Linked DNA regions of Gossypium hirsutum: region 2 is linked to region 1. A link is a contact called in public Hi-C data. All regions are on one chromosome and are shown on one strand. The core of a region is the stretch at or near the end of the contact, and the rest is flanking DNA. Distances in the headings are between cores, read along the strand shown. Region 1 overlaps LOC107924573 (transcription factor UNE12). Region 2 holds the start of LOC107924193 (putative pentatricopeptide repeat-containing protein At1g12700, mitochondrial).

What was found. A called contact is a pair of places that touch in the nucleus more often than the background predicts.
Region 2: a contact with region 1 is called in a Hi-C map of leaf, with 2.8 times the contacts expected there. The contact joins the promoter of LOC107924193 here to the enhancer-like site in region 1. A contact is called at or near these places in 2 of 34 Hi-C or Micro-C datasets (cotyledon and leaf).

The regions. Positions count from the first base shown.
Region 1 is chrA11:14,807,781-14,813,860 of Gossypium_hirsutum_v2.1, forward strand. It overlaps LOC107924573 (transcription factor UNE12), which reads left to right. Exons shown (of 7, transcript XM_016855086.2): 3 at 502-567; 4 at 1,176-1,241; 5 at 1,717-1,794; 6 at 1,899-2,166; 7 at 2,370-2,681. The coding sequence ends at 2,132. Among protein-coding and RNA genes, the nearest start is that of LOC107924573, 5.1 kb to the left of the region's middle. Within about 2 kb of position 2,536, at least 9 of the 9 cell types and tissues checked have an H3K27ac peak or open chromatin away from gene starts, as enhancers often do. A contact at or near this core is called in cotyledon and leaf, where this site is marked.
Region 2 is chrA11:14,964,346-14,970,513 of Gossypium_hirsutum_v2.1, forward strand. It overlaps LOC107924193 (putative pentatricopeptide repeat-containing protein At1g12700, mitochondrial), which reads left to right and starts at 2,401. Exons shown (of 1, transcript XM_016854524.2): 1 at 2,401-5,482. The coding sequence starts at 2,940. The coding sequence ends at 4,832. LOC107924194 (histone H1) reads left to right here and starts at 903. Exons shown (of 2, transcript XM_016854525.2): 1 at 903-1,225; 2 at 1,327-2,268. The coding sequence starts at 1,043. The coding sequence ends at 1,971.

The DNA.
Region 1 (6,080 bases), core at 1,286-3,785:
ATATTACAGGGCGGTAATTCAGCTGAATGTTTCTGTCCTTGAAACAAAAGACATGACTAAGTTAGTTCCTTATCTGAGAAAATATTCAAAAGCAACAATTGCTATATTGTGTGTTTTAATAGTGAGTTATTTGGTCAGATAAGGTGTTTAAATGAATTTGTATTTTTAAATACTATTTCTGTTGTTTGGTTGATATGCAATGTAGAAGTAATCTCACCGAAAAGAATTATATTTTAAGAGCATTTTTCTTTGAGTATGTGTATTTCGGCAATGGAAAGAAAAAGATTACTGATAATTTCTATCGGAGAAAAGTCCTATAGACTATAGAGAAATAAGGAAGATATATAAAATCCCTTATATAAATCAGGTTTTGTGCTAGCAGTTGGTGAAGTTGCAGTTCATTGCCACTCGTGTTGTGAAACTGCAAAAGTCAACCTGCTCAACAAATGCTGCATCTATGACTAAACATATTGAACTTTTCTACTTTCTCCTTTGGTACAGTTGCGCAGGGAGAGAATTGCCGAAAGAATCCGGGCATTGCAGGAACTTGTTCCTAGTGTTAACAAGGTCAGTTCCTTTTACTTGAGAAATGATGTGTATTTCCAGTTTGTTTTTAGGCAATATTCTCTGATTACTTTTTTCTTATATTGGAATTCTTATCATCAAATGAAGGTAGTGCTGTTAACTAGGTTGGCAAGAAAAATGTTTTTAAGATTAACTGGTTTATTTTTAAATTTATATTATAAGGAGCTTGCACAGTAGAGAACTGTAATCTATTGATGCTGTCTGTCACAATCTTATGTGCTTCATCTTGTCATATAACTGTGCAATAGTTTTAACTAAACTTGTGACGTTAAAGCTTTTAAACTTTTTAAACTTTATTACTTTTTGAGGGTTTGCCCACTCATTTAAAGCTACCTCTATTGTTTGTTAAAGTCAGTGTCTACAGATGTTGAATGGATTGATGTCCTAATTCCAGAGCTAGTAACTAAATAACTTTACCGTCAACTACTGTTGTATAACCTAGCTAAGTTGATTATTGTTATAGGGATCACTTTGAGACATGGGTGACCTTATGGTAGATTTGTGTGTCTTGGGAGGTAAACCATGAGAAAGTTTAACTATGCACAACGCATCTTACTGCTATTAGTAGTGACATATGTTTCTTTTTGTAGACTGATAGAGCGGCCATGCTTGATGAAATTGTAGATTATGTGAAGTTCCTGAGGCTCCAAGTTAAGGTATCTATAACTCTGTTTACCTGTTTGATTTCATACTTCTTATTCTGAATTTTGCTTTACTGCATATAATAGAGCTGCTTGTTTTTATGGGATCAGTCTGTGGTTCTTATTGCATGAATGTGCATTCTAATTTTAGAAGTTATTCTCAATATACGTTGATTTGCATCTGTTTATTCTTTCTTTTTTACTGAAATACTGCTAAAATAACATACACTTGTAAATGTTGATTTGCATCTGTGGTTCAACTTAACTTCTTTATGGCTTTGGAATATGAATTACAGTAAAAAGTTGGTTCATGCTATTATATCAGAAATTTTACTAGTTCAAAGGGTGATGATGACATAAAATCATTTCTGGTAGAGGGGTTCTCCCATTTAGTGTTTTAGGGTCTATAATGTTTTCTTACGAGCTGGTAAATTGTAATCATTTGAAGGAAATAAAGAGGAATGAGCTAATGTGATTATTTATTTAACAGGTCTTGAGCATGAGTAGGTTGGGCGCAGCTGGTGCAGTGGCACCACTTGTAACGGACCTCCCACTATCGTCAGTTGAGGTAATAAATATAGTAATGATTCATGCATGTGTCACTTAGGATATTGTTATCTGCATTTGGTATACATTTCAGTTAAGGCAATTGAGCATTCCTCTTTGCATCAGCAGGATGAAAGTGGTGAGGGAGGAAGAAGCCAACCAGCCTGGGAGAAATGGTCAAATGATGGCACAGAGAGACAAGTAGCTAAGCTGATGGAAGAAGATGTCGGAGCTGCCATGCAATTCCTTCAATCAAAGGCTCTTTGCGTCATGCCAATTTCACTGGCCACCGCAATTTACCACACGCAATCTCCGGATACCTCCTCTGTTGTTAAGCCGGAAACAAATCCTCCTTCATAAACACCTCACATGAGGAAAAGAGGAAAAGAAAACGGTACGCATCCCATAGTTGATCTTATTCCTCGGTCCCCCATGGGAAAGTAAGTTTCAGGGGGCGCTATCAAAGTCAGATGCCATAACTCTTTGCTTTATTATTTTTTATTATTTGGGCTATGCTCATAAAACAGGGTTTTGATGGAATTGAAGGGAAAAGAATTTTTAAAGCTCACCTTATATGCTTTTGTTTTTCTTTTGTAGGTGTATCATATGGTGGGGGAGACTGTGGACAAAGACGGAAGCACTTTTCTTGTGTAGTGGTGGGGCATGGATTTTTGGGTTTGGTGGGATGTGGGACCTGCAAAAGGAGATGGATGAGATGAGTATATTTACATATTATAACAATAAAATATTACAATATTGATAGTGTTAGTGTAAGTAACAGTGTAATTTCACAGGAAAGGGGGAATGTAGCAACTAAAGTAGAAGAAGGGATAATGGTTGGCTGATTTTATAAAATGTTGATTGGGTTAACTCCTATTAATTAATGAATAAAATAGATGGATTGATTCACGTTTCAGAAAACCCTAGTGCATTGCTTTTACATTGCATGCGGGGAGCCGTCCACTTGATGCTTGAATTTGTAGTGGTTACTTTGTGATAAAGGAAGCGTGGGTAACGTAATTTGACTTGCTTTATCTTTCTGAAAAACAAATCGTGTGGGTCATTGTTGGATTCTATGTTAAATCATTGGACCTAAGGAAGGAAAAAAGAGCTGATGGGTGGGTTGTTTTGGCCGCCTAAATTAGGATCTCTATTTTTAGATATTTGTGTTTCCTTCCAACAGCGGGTCGGTTACCTACCCTGACTCATAACATCTTCACTGACATTAGTTCATTTTCATGTTATCAAGTTCCTTCCCCATCTTCTGGTACAAGGCAACTTGAATCATCTAGTTGAAATTGCATGGAAATGCCAGCTGAAGGGGGAAAAAAAGATCGGTTCAGCTTGAAAATTTTAACGAGAAAAATGCATGGCCACGGAAGCGTCGCAACATCTAAGGTTTTGCATTATTTTAGGCAGCGTTGGCACATCAAAATTTGACTCCTACAAAACATGCGTTAATGGCATTGCTATGCGATTGCAACCAAATACCGATCAACTCAAACACGATTTTTCCACTCAGCTGCTAACCCGCTGGCACTCGCTTTCTGCTTATCTCAACAACTCGTGAATTAGTAACGTACATCTCCGAGTTGTCGAAAATGAAATGAAGAAATTGGCAGTAAGTTACTATCAATTAAGCATGCTAAATTGGAGAATAGGGCAACTTGAAAGGGGAATTTACCTAGTAGTGGCGAATCTAGAATTTTTTGGGCGAGAATAAGCTGAAATACAATTTTAATTTTATATTGGTTTATATCTTAATAATTTTTAAAAAGATTAAATCAAGATTTTAATATTTTTTAAAAGTAAAACTATTTGACCTGTTAATTTTACCATATATTAAGTTGAAAAGAGAGACTAAAAAAACAATATTCATTTTGGGGAGCAGATCCATTTGACTGGACCGCAGTAATCTGCAACCATGACCATAGGAGCATTTACCAACATCTCTGCTGAAAACAGAGGAGAATCAGCAAACTTGTCACACTAATAAATTATTGGTAAAATCACATTTCGGGTCTTTTTTAATTTTAATATTGAGTAAATTGGTCCCTCTCGAAAAAATTGGAGTAATTTAATCTGGCAATCTCAAAAACAAGCAACTAAGGACAATTAATTACTGCAGTAATATTTTTCGCTGATTGTACATAATTTTAATTAGTATAATAACAAATTTAGCCCTTGATATTTACATATTATGTATAAATGTTGGCAGAATGTGTAAATATTAAGTTAAATTTGGACCAAATTGTTAGAATGTATAAACTTTAAGGGTTAAATTTGATACCAAAAGAAAATGTATTATTGAAGAAAAATATTAACATTGTAATTAATTGACAATGATTAAATTGATATGGTTCTTTTTGGAGGGACTGATTTGATCAATTTTAAGATTAAAAGAGAACTAAAAAGTCTTTTTTTTCCTCTATGGTTCTAATTTGGAAGGATTAATTTTATTCATTAAAATGAAAAACAATCATCTCTTATTCTTTGTTCTCTAACCTTTTTTTTTTCCTGACCAAGGAGACCCAAAAGTTAAATTTTTTCCCGATGTGCAAGAAGTTTTAAAAGTTTCTGATAAATAAACAGATGAGAAGTACTAACATCTTTTTGGGCCGCAGGATGATTCGGTTGAGCCTACATGACAGTTGGTTAAGTTAATATTTGACCTGGGCTTGCTTCCTGTACCAGTAATGTTACTGTTCAAGAAGAACCTATTTACTACTAGTCGAGTACACATGTAAATAATATAAATTTATTTAAATAATGTTTTTTTTCTTAAAAAAGTAATAATTATTTGTAAATAAAAAATAAAAAAATAAATACTTATTAATATAAAATTATTAAAAAAAAAGGAGAGTGAGTTATATTTTTTACAAATAACAAGTACGTAATTCCTCAATAACTAATCATTTGGATTTTCAGAATCTCCCTCAAAGAGACGTGAATAGAAACTCGTGACTTGGAGGAGACAATAACGAAAACGACTAGGGCAGTGTTGAGTTCACATGTCCCAAGTGTAGAGGACAAAAGGGTAGAAAAACACAGCCTATGGTATTAAAAACGACAAGCGTGGAGTGTAACTAACTGCTGAGATGAGCGACTTTATAATTGATCCAACAATGTTGGGTCGGATGAATAAATGAACCAATCTTGAGTAATAAACATACTAGATATAAATTAACATATTTATTGTTTTTAAATATACTATAAATAAAATAATTCTAAATATTTATTAAATGAATTTGAAACAAATATAAAATTAAAAGCAAACTACGGTTGTACTTGTATCCATTTACGGGCAGCCTTAGCCTTAGTCTTAGAAGGGATCAAAATTAGTTTTAATTATTACGTGTAAAAACTGAAAACAGGCCATGTGAAAAGAATGGAACCAAGTGAATTTGGTTGATGGAAATGGGGTAATTGAATTCTTTTATATTCATATTTGATGGGCACTATTTTAGGTTTTACAAGTCATGTGGAATATGTGATGTGGCAAAAGGGTACCTCCTCTTTTCTCTTGTCATCTCATGTCAATGTCTTGTTCCATTATTAGTTACTTTTCTTGCATTTCCTGCCTTCTCCCGACTTCCCTAGACATGCACACAGCATTGAATCATACTAAGCTGCCATAGCATAGCCACTATTGTCCATGTTTCTTATTTTCGGAAAACTTGGTAAAAATATCAGTTTTTTTCCCTAGTCATAAGAATTAACAAATACATGATTAATGGACGAAATGAGTTACTATTATACTATACCTTATTGCTTAAAATATTTAGTTCAAGGTTAGTTTGATCTTTCGACTTTTAATTTTTATATAACTTACATTTGTTAATGTACTTGTACTTCCCACCAAATTTTTGGCTTAACCTATTAATAATTGAAAGTAACTATCATAAAATTTTAAAAAACTTAGGGAGTTGTTCATGATATTTGTCCAATTTTCATTTGAGCCCAAAAAAAATATTATATAGAAGACGGTACTTAGAGATGCCAACTTTGAAGTCAACAATTTGGTTAATTAATCTTTAACCCCCTTATTTTACTAAATAATTTTTTATTTCATACATATGAAAAAAAAGCCTACTTTTTTTTTAACCAAAAGCAATTTAAGTTCTTCGAGCTTGGAAAAAGGAGAAGTGAATTTATGAATGTTGAGTGTTTTTGTGAGTCTGCCTCTCAATGGGGTTAATTTCCCTATTTATATGATATTGTTATTGGATGTGACATCTTAGGTAGGCCCTCATGCATGCCAACACGTATTCTATTCTAAGATTAACACGTGTTCCCTAAGTGCGAGTT
Region 2 (6,168 bases), core at 1,151-3,650, 160 kb after region 1:
CAATTATTTTTTATATTTAAAAGAAATCAATTGAATCATCGTTTTACAATTATTTCGAAGTAGACATTAAATTTAACGAAGTGAAAGTTTGAATGGAAGAAACGATGATGTGTTCTATTAATAGACTTTACATGCTAAGCAAAATCATTCTCTAAGTTAAAAAAAAAATCAATTTAGATTGTTGTATTGATTAATAAATCTACAAGATTGATTTTTGTTTATGGTCATAATTAAATGTATGTAATGCTTACAAAGAGTATAAAAACAATGCCAATTTTATTTGTTATGAATTGGTGACATGTATGCACATGTATTGTAGGTTGTTAATACACATGAATATATCAATAGGACATGTTCAACTTCAATAACATTTTAGGCAATATTTTTCCATCTAATTCTTAACCGATTTTCATCATTCTTGAAGCATTAGACTGCTTTGTTAATCTATTATCAAACGAGATGCAACAAATTGGGATTAAAAGCAAGCATTCTTCTAAAATCCAATAGAACCGCAAAACATCATGATGAACCCTAGTTTTGACCAATGTAGCTTCTAAACCAAATTCATTCCAAGATAGTGGCCCAAAAATCACGTAAAAATATTCATTAAAAAGCTCATAAAATAAACTACGTGATGTAATTTTTTTTACAAAATTTCATCTATTATAACTCAAGTTATGCTTAAATCAATCGAGACCAAAAACACACCTAAACTACCCGAAACATAAAGTTCTTGCTCATGTCTTCCTTCCAATCCCTTCCTTTCATCCCCCTCATATTTTGAACCATAGATGAACGTCTCATCCAACGGTCCATATTTAAAATTATGGAAGAGAGGGATCTGTGTGCTAGTCGTCTCTACCAATCATATTTCATTTTATGGATACCGTCTAACTCACACATGACTATTTAAATCCCTTCATTTCCGTTACCTCCTCACACGACGAAATTATCAGTGCATTACCACTTTGATCTAATCCTCAATTTCCCAATTTCTCTTGAAACCCTAATCCTAAATCGATTTCCCAACTTCGGCGTTCTAATGGCCACTGAGGAACCAACTGTCGCCGTGGAATCTGCGCCTGAGCTGGCGGAAGAGAATCCCGCTGAGGCTACAGCCAATCCCAAATCTGGCAAAGCAAAGAAAGCTAAAGAGCCCAAAGCCAAGAAGGCTGCAGCTCCTAGGAAGCGACGAGCTCCTCCTGCTCATCCTCCTTACGAAGAGGTATTTCATAATTCAATTTTTTTCTAAATGGTTCCGATTATGTTGTAGGTTTCCGTAATTCAGATCTGAATTCGTGTTAATATGTGATCTGTCTGTGACAGATGGTCAAGGATGCAATCGTTACTTTGAAGGAGAAGACTGGATCAAGTCAGTATGCTATCACTAAATTCATTGAAGAGAAACAGAAGAATCTTCCTGGAAATTTTAAGAAGCTTCTGCTTTTCCATTTGAAGAAGCTTGTGGCTGCTGGGAAGTTGGTCAAGGTTAAGAATTCGTATAAACTTCCTTCGGCTAAGGCTTCGAAGCCGGCTACAACTGCTTCTGCTCCGGCTAAGAAGAAGCCGGCTGCTAAGTCCAAACCTGCTTCGAAGGCCAAGGAAGGGAAACGTGCTAAAACAACTTCTAAATCCCCTTCTAAGACAAAGGCTAAAGCGGCGGCTAAACCAAAGGCTGCTCCTAAGGCTAAATCCACCGCAACGAAGACGAAGGCTGTGGCTGCTGTGAAGCCGAAGGCGAGTGCATCTGCTAAGCCAAAAACCGTAGCTAAATCGAAGGCGAAGCCAAAGGAAAAGCCGGCTAAGGCTTCGAGGACTTCAACAAGGACTTCTCCTGGGAAGAAGGCGGCTGTCCCTAAAGCTACTCCGAAGAAGGCTGCCGCGCCTAAAAAGGCTCCTTCGAAGAGTGCTAAGCCGAAAAGTGTCAAATCACCGGCGAAGAAAGCTACGACGAGGAGGGGAAAGAAATGAGAAGGGAGGCTAGTCGAAATAGGGGTAGTATTGTAAATTGGAGTGATGTATAGTGGGTGTATATGGATCCACGTATACCCACGAGATATAACATTCAGATCTCTTTTTTAATATTTTTATTTGAGTTGGTTTTTTTTTTTTTGGTGAGTTTAAAAGTTGAAACAGTTGTTAGATGTAACTTTCAGTTGAATGTATTATGAGATAAACTTAGAGCAATGATCTCTCTGACCTGTTTCCGCTTCATTGTGGTTTCGATGTTGGTTTGTAATGATAGCTTCACTAAATTTGATGGATTCAGTTATTCTCGAGTGGAACTTCTAATTAACCATTTTTTCTAACTTCAAATATCAGTTCATGGGAGTTAGGGTAGAGATAGGCCTCGAAATTTCCAGCCTTTTGTGTTCTACTGGTGTGTCAGCAATATTATCCTTCTCTTACTGATATTTACATGTCGAATAGCTTATAAATCTATCAGTGAAGCCCAACCTCATCTGTTATTAAAAAGGTTAAGGAGAAGATAATGGGAATTTTGAACAAGTTTGATGTTGCGCCATGCTTCTTCCGACTCTTCCACCAACATGATGATTGATGATGAAATCTAAAAAAGAATCAACCCCAAAGATTGTACCCTATTATGTTAAGGTAAGCAAAAAGTAAGGCCACTGCATTACATAACCAATCTATTTATATTTATATTTATATTTATATGTATATGTTTTGATGCATTATAGAATATAGATTTGTACAATGAATTTATATGTATTTATTTAAGGACTTTTGGGAAAATCCTTCCCCCCCCCTATTCCTAGGATAGGATGGTTCAAGTTCAAATTGTCTGCTTCTAGGCTCTCGGTCCATGGCCCAATGGACCCGATAAAACAAAAGATCCGTATCCACTAACATTGAGTTGCGACTTGCGCGTATTAGTTGAGGTTCCGTAGTCTGGTTTTTCAAAAACATCCGGCAAAATGGTCGCCAGTAGGATGGTTCGCGTTGCTTCAGCCGCTAATGGAGCTGCTCGATCATGTTCTTCTTCTTATGCAGAATCTACTCCAATAGGTAAACTCTCATCTCTTTTCAATTCCCGCCAAAACCCCACTTTTTCTAAGAATCCCAAATCTTCAAACCTCAACAAACAAAATTTTGCAAGTCAAGAACCACTTCACAAATTTCTCAAATCAGGGGCTATTACTCTCGATAAAGCAGTTCAACTTTTTGATCAGATGACCCAAATGAAACCCTCTCCTCCAATGTCATCATTTAATCTGTTGTTAGGTGCCCTTGTTAAGATTAAGCAGTATAATCATGTCGTTTTGCTTTGCAAGAGATTGGATTCTATTGGATTTTCGCCTAATTTCTTTACCTTGAATATTCTACTTAATTGTTTATGTCGTGCGGGTAGAATTAGTGATGCTTTCGCTGTTTTCGGTAGGCTTTTTAGGTGGGGTTTTAGACCAGATACTCTAACTTTTACATCTCTGATTAAAGGGCTGATTGTCGAGGATAAGGTTGGTGAAGCAACTAGGTTGTTTGGGAAAATGGTTGTATTTGGTTGTCAGCCTAGTGTTATTAGTTATGGGGCTTTGATTAATGGTCTGTGTCGAATGGGGAATACGAGTATTGCTCTTCGGTTATATGACGAAATGCTTAATGGAAATGGGGTGTGTAAGCCTAACGTTATTATTTATGGTAGCATTATCGATGGCCTGTGCAAGGAGGGTATGATAGAAAAAGCGAGTCAACTTTTTTCGGAAATGAAGGGTTGGGGAATTTGTCCGGATGTGATTGTTTATAGCTCCCTACTTCATGGTTTTTGTTGCATAGGTAACTTGGAGAAGGCTAAAAGTCTGTTTCTTGAGATGTTGGATCAAGGTGTGCATCCTAATGTGATCACTTTCAATGTGTTAATAGATGCACTCTGCAAGATGGAGAAGTTCGAAGAAGCGAATCAGTTGTTGAATTTAATGATTCAGAGAGGAGTAAATCCTGATATAATAACATATAACACATTGATGGATGGGTATTGCTTGGCTGGTAAGCTTGATTTTGCAGGGGATTTGTTTGCTTCCTTGCAAAGTAAGGATAATGGACCAGATGTTGTTAGCTTTAATATAATGATCAATGCTTATTGCAAAAACTGGAAGGTTAATGAAGCTATGAGGCTTTACCGGGAAATGATCGCAAAAAGGATTAAGCCAACGGTTATCACGTATAACACCTTATTGACTGGTCTTTTCCAGGCAGGAAAGGTTGACGAAGCAAGAGAACTGTTTGGTAAGATGCAGTTCGGTAACATTGCACCTGATTCTTGCACGTATAACATCTATGTGGATGGACTTTGCAAAAACGATTGTGACTCAGAGGCACTGGAACTGTTCCATAAGTTAGAAAGTTGCAAGTTTGAATTTAGCATTAAGGTGTTCAACTCCCTTATTTATGGGCTGTGCAAAACAAGGAAGCTTGAAACAGCTTGGGAGCTATTTTATGGATTGCCAAATAAAGGCTTGGAACCAACAGTTGTAACTTATTCTATAATGATCAATGGGATGTGTAAGGAAGGGCGACTTGAAAAGGCAAATGATTTGTTAATAGAAATGGAGGAAAAGGGTTGTGCTCCAAATGTTGTCACGTTTAACACACTCATGCATGGTTTTACTCAGAAGAATGATACCCAAAAAGTAGTGAAACTTCTTCATAAAATGGTGGAGAAAAAATTGTCGCCTGATGCATCCACTGTTGCCGCAGTTGTAGATTTACTTTCCAAAGATGAAGCATATCTTGAAACTCTGAAATTACTTCCTACATTTCCAGTCCAAGTGCCACCTAATAAGGCCAGAGTGAAACTTGTTTGCGAGCTTTGAGTGTCAGTCAAAATCCTTGACTTGACAGAGCTTCTGCAGAGACTTAACATATTGAGTGGAGGTTTCAAAATGTGTTGGCTTACACACATGTTACATCACTTTCATTTGAGTTCAAGCCCGGAATTATTAGCATTCTCACATTCTGATACCAATTCTTCAATGTTAATCTGTTGTAAAGTTTATGGTTTGAAATCCTGGGGAAATTGCAAAGGCAGTACGTATAAATGTCAATATGGTTTGAAGGATTATTTGAAGGAATAGTTGGTTCTGACAAAGTTATTACAAGATAGAATCATTTAATTGTTGGTGGGAAAACATTCAATGTCTTAGAAGTTGGGAATTTGGTTGCTTGATCACAGTAGAATAATGTGTTTGTGGAGTAGTTGCTGGCAAACTCAGCTGAGAAACTAATATTTCTTCATGGCATTTACATTATGTAAGCCTGCAATCAAATCTTCTCTCATCTTGGTTCAAGTTCAGATTAGAAGAACAAAGCCTTCCACAGTGAAGCTGAGTTGTCCTCCAGAGTAGCCCTTCAACCAGAATGTCTGGGAGGCATGAATTTTCTTCCTTGGCTTAATATGTATTATTAACTAAATTATCACTTTGACACTTGCTCCAACTTTTTATCAGTTTGACCTTCTACTTTAGTTCTGTATAGTCCATTACTTACCCCAATCCGATTGTCCGTGTTAAAAAAAAACCCAACCAATCATATATATATATTTTAAAAAATAAAAAAGTAAAAAAAATAGAAATTTTAAAAAAAAATCATTAAGAATCCAAAAAAAAAAAATCATAAACAATCCCCAAAATTATTATTACTTAGAAAATTATAAAAACTAAAAAAAATCATAATTTATTTTTGAAAAATGATAGAAAAACATTTTTTAAATTTTAAGTAATTGTAACTAAAAAAAAAATCATAAATTTTTTTAGAAAAAGTTTGGAATTTTAGATTTTTAGAAAATTTCAAAATTTCATGACTTTTCTTTTTGCATTTTTATGAAAATTTTGACATTTTAAAGGAATTTTGAGTTTTTAAAGTACCATAAAATTCTTAAAAATTTTCTATTAAACCTAAAATTCTAAACGAATTATTTATTTATTTATATGTTATGACTTGTTTTTAATTTATTGAAGTTTTGCATGCTTATAATTTTAAAAAATAGTTTTTAGTTTTTTAAAATAATTTTATGAGTTTTTAGATTTTTTTTGGCTTTCCAAAAGTTTTTATGATATTCTTGGAAGTTTAACGATTTTTTTAGTTTTGTTATATTTTTAAAAATTTTAATTTCTTTACATGTGGCAGCATGTCATTTGTAGGTTGAAATTT